Linked DNA regions of Sus scrofa: region 1 is linked to region 2. The links are chromatin contacts, called in public Hi-C maps. All regions are on one chromosome and are shown on one strand. The core of a region is the stretch at or near the end of the contact, and the rest is flanking DNA. Distances in the headings are between cores, read along the strand shown.

What was found. A called contact is a pair of places that touch in the nucleus more often than the background predicts.
Region 1: a Hi-C map of omental adipose tissue shows a contact between it and region 2, with 2.0 times the contacts expected there. The contact joins two enhancer-like sites. A contact is called at or near these places in 3 of 47 Hi-C or Micro-C datasets (embryonic fibroblasts and omental adipose tissue).

Annotation. Positions count from the first base shown.
Region 1 is chr14:60,683,034-60,686,120 of Sscrofa11.1, forward strand. No RefSeq gene overlaps it. Among named protein-coding and RNA genes, the nearest start is that of RHOU, 7.0 kb to the left of the region's middle. Within about 2 kb of position 1,793, at least 7 of the 83 cell types and tissues checked have an H3K27ac peak or open chromatin away from gene starts, as enhancers often do. A contact at or near this core is called in omental adipose tissue, where this site is marked.
Region 2 is chr14:60,374,980-60,378,247 of Sscrofa11.1, forward strand. It overlaps NUP133 (nuclear pore complex protein Nup133), which reads left to right. Exons shown (of 26, transcript XM_001928164.7): 13 at 2,407-2,570. Among named protein-coding and RNA genes, the nearest start is that of NUP133, 23 kb to the left of the region's middle. Within about 2 kb of position 1,677, at least 6 of the 83 cell types and tissues checked have an H3K27ac peak or open chromatin away from gene starts, as enhancers often do. A contact at or near this core is called in omental adipose tissue, where this site is marked.

The sequences.
Region 1 (3,087 bases), core at 543-3,042, 310 kb after region 2:
AGAGTCCTCCCTGGGTGCTCAGACCCTGGGACATGGCCCTCTTCCCGGCTCCCCTAGGCTCTGTGGGGGTGGGGGGAAGAGAGATGCACCAGGATGACCTCTGAAGCAGTGACCCCTGGGGTTCCTACACCCACGCAGATCTGTGACTGACCCTGAAGCCCTGGCCTCCCAAGCATGGCGGAAGACCAGATTTCAGACATTTGGCCTGAGGTCTTCTGGACTATTCCTCTCTAGCAATATAGACTGAGCCTGGTAGCTATTGGGGTCACTTCTGTAAAGTTTGAACTCTGTCCTTTGAGACTTGAGCGCACAGAGTGAATTCCAGGCTCATACTCCAAGGGTGCGCCTTCAAATTCATTAATTTGAAATAACCCAGAAGATGAAAATGAACAGCAGGAAGAGTTTTGGTGTGCTAAAAATATTAGTTTACTTTTCCTCGAATCCCTGTAACAATAGTCCTGAGATTGAAATATAAAAACAAATAAAAATTTTAAAAAGGCAGAGAGACTGGCAGACAAGAAATGACTCAAGGACAACTGATCAGTGTGGGAGACACTGCTCTGTCCCGGGAGGAAGTTGAAGCTGATGGTTTGATCAGACTCACTTCAGTCCTTGTCTGTTGCATGCCTCTGGGTATCAAGGGGTGTATTTAGTGCCTAGAAGGATGAGATGCACATAACATCTCATCACACATATTTAATGTAAGTTCACCCTGTCCTTGTCACGGGGGAGAACTCCAAAAACAACCCCCACCAGGTGTAGAGTAATTCAGAGGGCACTTGCTCAAGTCGCCATGGGTTTGCCCTCCTTTGTCAGACAGGAGGACCTTTCCCTCTACACTGGGGAAATTGTGTGGAAGGAATGCCATATGTGTGCCCACTCAGCAAATATTTATTAAGCACCCACTGCTTTGAGGTCTGTAGTGGCTGGGCCCTGTTGATGACCACAGTGGATGCTAACCACTCCTCCGTGAAGCGGACATTTGTGGGGGAGACAGACTGTGACCAGGATGAGCAAATGTGTACTTGTCAGAAGGGGCAAAGCTCCACAGAGGAAGAGAAGCAGGACAGAGCACAGAACACTAACTGTGCTCTAATAGGTGGGCAGCGAAGGTCTCTTATGGTTACACTTGAAGGCCTGAGGGGCCTGAGTGTCCTGGGCGTCTGGGAAGGAGCCTTCCAGGCCAGGGAATAGCAAGAGCAGAATCCCTGCTGCAGGGACTATTTGTGCAGATCAGGGAAGCACCGAGGAGCCTTGGGAGAAGTTAGTGGGGGGTGGGAGGGGTGGGGGGTGGTGAGGTCATAAAAGAAATGAAACAAAAGACCTGAGTGTAGGCTCCTGGGTAAGCTGGAGCGGCTGGCACTGGTTGGGCAGTAGCACCGTCTCAGGCTCCCAGGATCCCTCGGGCTGCTGAGGAAAAGCACCTACTGGGGAGAAGATGTCCCAGAGGCCAGTTAGAGATGAAGGTCTGAGCAGGGGGGTGGGGACTTGGCCAGATGTAGGGCTGGGAAGAAGCTGGGTTTTGGCCATGCCTTGAGGCTAGAGACAGCACATGCCCCCAGGCACCTTGGGTCCTGGGTTTGAGGGCACATGGAAGGCAAGTTAAGTCCAGGGATGTTGGTCTGGCAAACCCAAGTTGTCATGGGCTGGGATGAGGAAAATTCCAGCAGTTTTCGGAACTGGAAGAAAGATTGGGAATTCTGTTTACTCGTATGAAGTCCGAGTTGCCTCTGAGAGGTCAAGTGGACAGTTGAATATATATCTACAATTCAGAGAGAGAGGCTGGCCAGGGTGGAGACGGCATCTCCTTGGCACGTGGTGAAGGGTGAGTGGGTGTGAGCTCACTTATGACTGCAGACCCAGAAGGGAGAGGCCAAGGCTGAACTCTGGGATTCCAATGTCACATTAAAAGGACAGACATTAAAAATCTAGAAATAGTGGGAGCTCCCTGGCAGTCTAGTGGTTAGGCCTCTGTGCTTTTACCACTGCAGCCTGTGTTCAATCCCTGGTCTGAGGACTGAGATCCTACATCAAACCACTGCATGCTGTGGCCAAAACAAAGAGCTGGAAATATTAAGTAGGGCCAGATAACAGAAGCTAGGAAGGGACAAGTGAGTAAGTGCCTGCCAAGTGCACTGCCTGAGTGAGTAAGGGCTTGTCTACACAGCCACCTGGCCACTGGCTGCACACGGAGCCACTAGGCCCCTTTGGGATTGGAAACAACCCTCGATGCCTTTGTTGATCAGGTGGCTGAGAATAAACCTGATGGGCCCTATGTGCAAACTGGCTGCTTCATTGATTTCTGGTGCCAGGTTGAATTTCAGTGAAGGAGGGGATGACTGAGATTGGAACAAAAGAAGTCTGGGACGGTGGGGGTGTGTCCTTAGTGTGGAGCCCTGAACCCAACAGGCCGGTTTTCTCTGTGCTGTGCACCCTCGGGATCTGGACATTGAGCCGGTCGGTCGAGTCAGTAAACAAACTTGCCCGGAGTTTGTTTTGCTGGATGGAGCCCATGTGTGCTCGAAGCTCACCTGATCTGAAGGGAGAGCCACAGGGCTTTTTAGGCTCTGCTTTGACTCATACTGAAACTCCTGCCATCCATTTCCTTTTTAAAAGTATGGAAACATCTTGTTTATGTCTTGGGAAGAAAAATGTTCTCAGGGATCCTCTGGATTTTAAGAAGCTCTTGGTGTGACCATTTTGAAAAACAAAGTGACAGTTGAATTCTCAAAGCCCACAGTGGGAGTCTAGCCAGACAAGACACACGGATCCCGTGGTCTACTCTGCAAACCTGAGGACCGTGAACAGGGCTGGGAAGAGGACCTGGGGGAGGGGTATAAAGTGATTTCCTTGGAGGAAAGGTATGATTTCCCCACAGCATATTCTGTTGGGGGTGGGGGTGAGGAGATGGCTTTCTGGCCAGTTGGGCCCACATCTGAGCCCGAGAGGGCCACACACCTGTGCATCCCTTAGTCTGCTGGGGTTGCTATGACAAAGTACCACAGGCTGGGGGCTTCAACAGCAGCAGTTTATTTCTCACAGTCTAGAGGGTGGTTGTTCAAGATCAAGGGCTCAGCAGGGGTGATT
Region 2 (3,268 bases), core at 427-2,926:
CAGCAGGGCCCTGCCCTTCTGAAGGCTCTCGGGAAGGAGCTTGGCTGTCCCTGTCCTGTTTCCTAGCGGTTCCGGGTAGTCGGCTCCCCTTGGCGTGTGTAAGTGTCCCTCAGTTGTCTCCATTGTCACCTGGCATTCTTCCCTGTATGTCTGTCTTCACATGTCCTTCAGAGAGTGACATCAGTCACTGGATTTAAGGCCCACCCTAATCCAATAAGACCTCATCATAATTGACCATATCTTCAAATACCTTCTTTCCAAATAAGGTCACATTCTGAGATTCTGTGTGGCATGGATTTGTCACTTCTAAATGTTTCACTGGGAAAGATGACTAAGTATGAAAGGAGATCCCTGAGCTTAAGTGCCAAGAGCACAGTCACCTTTGGAACAGTGTCATTGGGCCTCTAACACAACTGAGCCTTCTGCTTAACCTGTTTAGCAGGGTTGAAGTACTTCAAGGTTAACAAGTAATCGTTTCCGGGTGGTGTCAGCCAATGGTCTTAATGACTTTTAGACTCTGCACAAATGGAATTATAGTACCTCTAAAGCAGCATTTCTCCACCTTGTCACTGTTGACCTATGGGGCCAGGTAATTTTTGTCATGGGGCTGTCACCAGACTTGTAGTGTTTAGCAGCAAACCTGGCCTCTTCCCACTTGATGCCATTAGTGTCATTCTCCCTAGCCTGTGACAACCAGAATTCTTTTCAAGGGGTCCAAATTGGTAGGTGGAACACTAAACTTATCTGTCTAGTTTTCTGCTAAGGTGATGTGACTTTCTTTATGGGATGGTCTCTTTGAAATTAATTTTTGTATATTTTGATTTTTCTGTACGTAATATAAATATAAAACCTTTTGTTCATGAGAGTTTTAAGAAACTTAGTCTTTTGGTTAAAATAGTTCCTGATTGATTGATCTTGCTTTGTCCACTTGGCCTGTAACCTATACCATATTTAGGTGTTTAGCTTCAGCCTTGCCTTTAACTGTGTTAAAAGCAGTGTTTTTGTGTCCCTGTGGTAGCACTGTCTCCTGTTCTTCCAAGAAACCTTTTCAGCCCTTTCTCACCTCCTTCCCCTTCCCCTCTTTCTGCTCCTTTCCCAGCCTGAGCAGATGACTCAGCTTGTTCCAGAGATAATGGAAGCCATCCTTGTGCTTTCCACCTACAAACTTCCCTGCCTCCCAGCTCCTTTCCCTCTTGCCCTCCCTCTTTTTGTCTTAGTTCTGAATGTTCCTGTCCTTTTCTATATCCTTGATCTTTCTTGTGCTGGCTTCTTCTTGCCAAGACTTCCCTCCCGTGTCTCTTTCTCACACCTGTCTCCTGGTCCCCTTCCTGCCATGGCTGTGCTGGTGGAGACTCCTGTTCTTCCTTGCCTGGATCTCTGCAGTCACTTCCTAGCTGGAATTTTCTTTCTCTTGTCTCTTCCTCTAGCCCCAGAGCATATTTGAAATGGTCTTTTAAAGATAGAATAGATCATGACGCTGCCTTCTCAGTCAGTTTCTTTCCACTGTCCTTATGACTAAGCTCACACGCTGTCCCATGGTTTATGAGTCTTCTAGTTGGTGTTGTTTCTAGGAGGTCTGCCCTGGGCCTGTCGTCCCACCCCTCCTGGGTAGTCTCCTTTCCTGGGGCTTCCATTCTCCTGAGTTGCAGGTGTGTTTGCTCAGAAGCATGACATGTTCTCTTTGCCACCACGCACCCCTCCTGTGGTCATCCCAGCCTCCCTGCACTTCTTCCTCCAGGACGTGTCCCCTGCCCCTCTGGTGCTTTTGGTCTCCCATCTGTGTGCCCTGTGGCCTCTGCTATTCCCTCTCCTGGTGCGAATGTAGCCACTTGTTTAAGTGTCTGGCTCTTGTGCCACTGTATACTTGGTGATGTCTTGGGACTGTTTCCTAATGTTTTGCTTATTGTTCTGTCTCCAGTGCCTCCATATTGTAAGTGTTCAACATATATCTGTTGAGTTAATTAATGTATAATGGTTCTCTTCCTTTTTTTTAATTTTTCATTTTATTTATTTATTTACTTATTTATTTTGCTTTTTAGAGCCCCACCTGTGGCATATGAAAGTTCCCAGGCTAAGGGTCCAGTCAGAGCTGCAGCTGCTGCCCTACACCAGAGCCAGCAACACAGGACCTAGCCACATCTGTGACCTACACCACAGCTCATGGCAATACTGGATCCTTAACCCACTGAGTGAGACCAGGGATCGAACCCACATCCTAATAGGTACCAATTGGGTTCATAACCTACTGAGCCACAGCAGGAACTCCCTGGTTGTCTCCCTTTTAAGTAAATGTTACAATAAAAGTAATAACTTTGGGATAACATATGGGATTTTTAATTTCACAATTAACTTTCTCATGTTTAGTACTTTCACTTTTAATACTTTTGTTTTCCAATTTTATTTCAGAAAAGATTTAGGTCATGCTCAAATGATAGTTGATGAGCTGTTTTCCTCTCACTCTGATTTGGACTCTGACCATGAACTAGACAGAGCTGTTACCCAGATCAGTGTGGACCTGGTGGACGATTACCCAGCTTCTGACCCACGCTGGGCAGAGTCTGTTCCCGAGGGTAAGAACATCCTAGTGTGAATGTTATGGAGTGAGTTGTTTTGAGAAGAATATTCTGGTTCTTTTGTTAAAGCATTTCTCGATGTATACTTCTTATTTTCTGAAACAATTTAGTATGAATTTTCAGTATTTTTTTAAAAGGTTGTAACTTTCCTCATAGTAGATTTGAAAAGGGCTCAGAACAGAATAGCAACTGAGCAGCAGAAACAAATCCGACTAGAAACCATTAGGTTGCGGGTTCAATCCCTGGCCTTGCTCAGTGGGTTAAGGACCCGGTGTTGCCATGAGCTGTGGCGTAGATCACAGATGTGGCTCGGATCCTGCGTTGCTGTGGCTGTGGTGTAAGCCGGCAGCTGTAGCTCTGATTAGACCCCTAGCCTGGGAGCCTTCATATGTCACAGGTGCAGGCCTAAAAAGACAAAAAAATAAATAAAAAAAAGAAACTAAGGGACATTGTGTATTCTGTCTGAAGCAGATTAATTAGCCTTATTAGCTTTCTAAGGATTTTATTTCCAAAAGGAAATTGCTGGCATAGGTAGGCACTTGGCATTTATTAGCCCCAAATTAAATGATAATGTTAGCATAACTGCTGAATTTGGCTAATAGAAATTACGCATTTCTCTAAGAGCGGCAGTGATCAAGTCTCAGCATGTGGCAGTGGGCACATGTCCTCCCGTCTGCCCTGGGTGACTGTCTTTC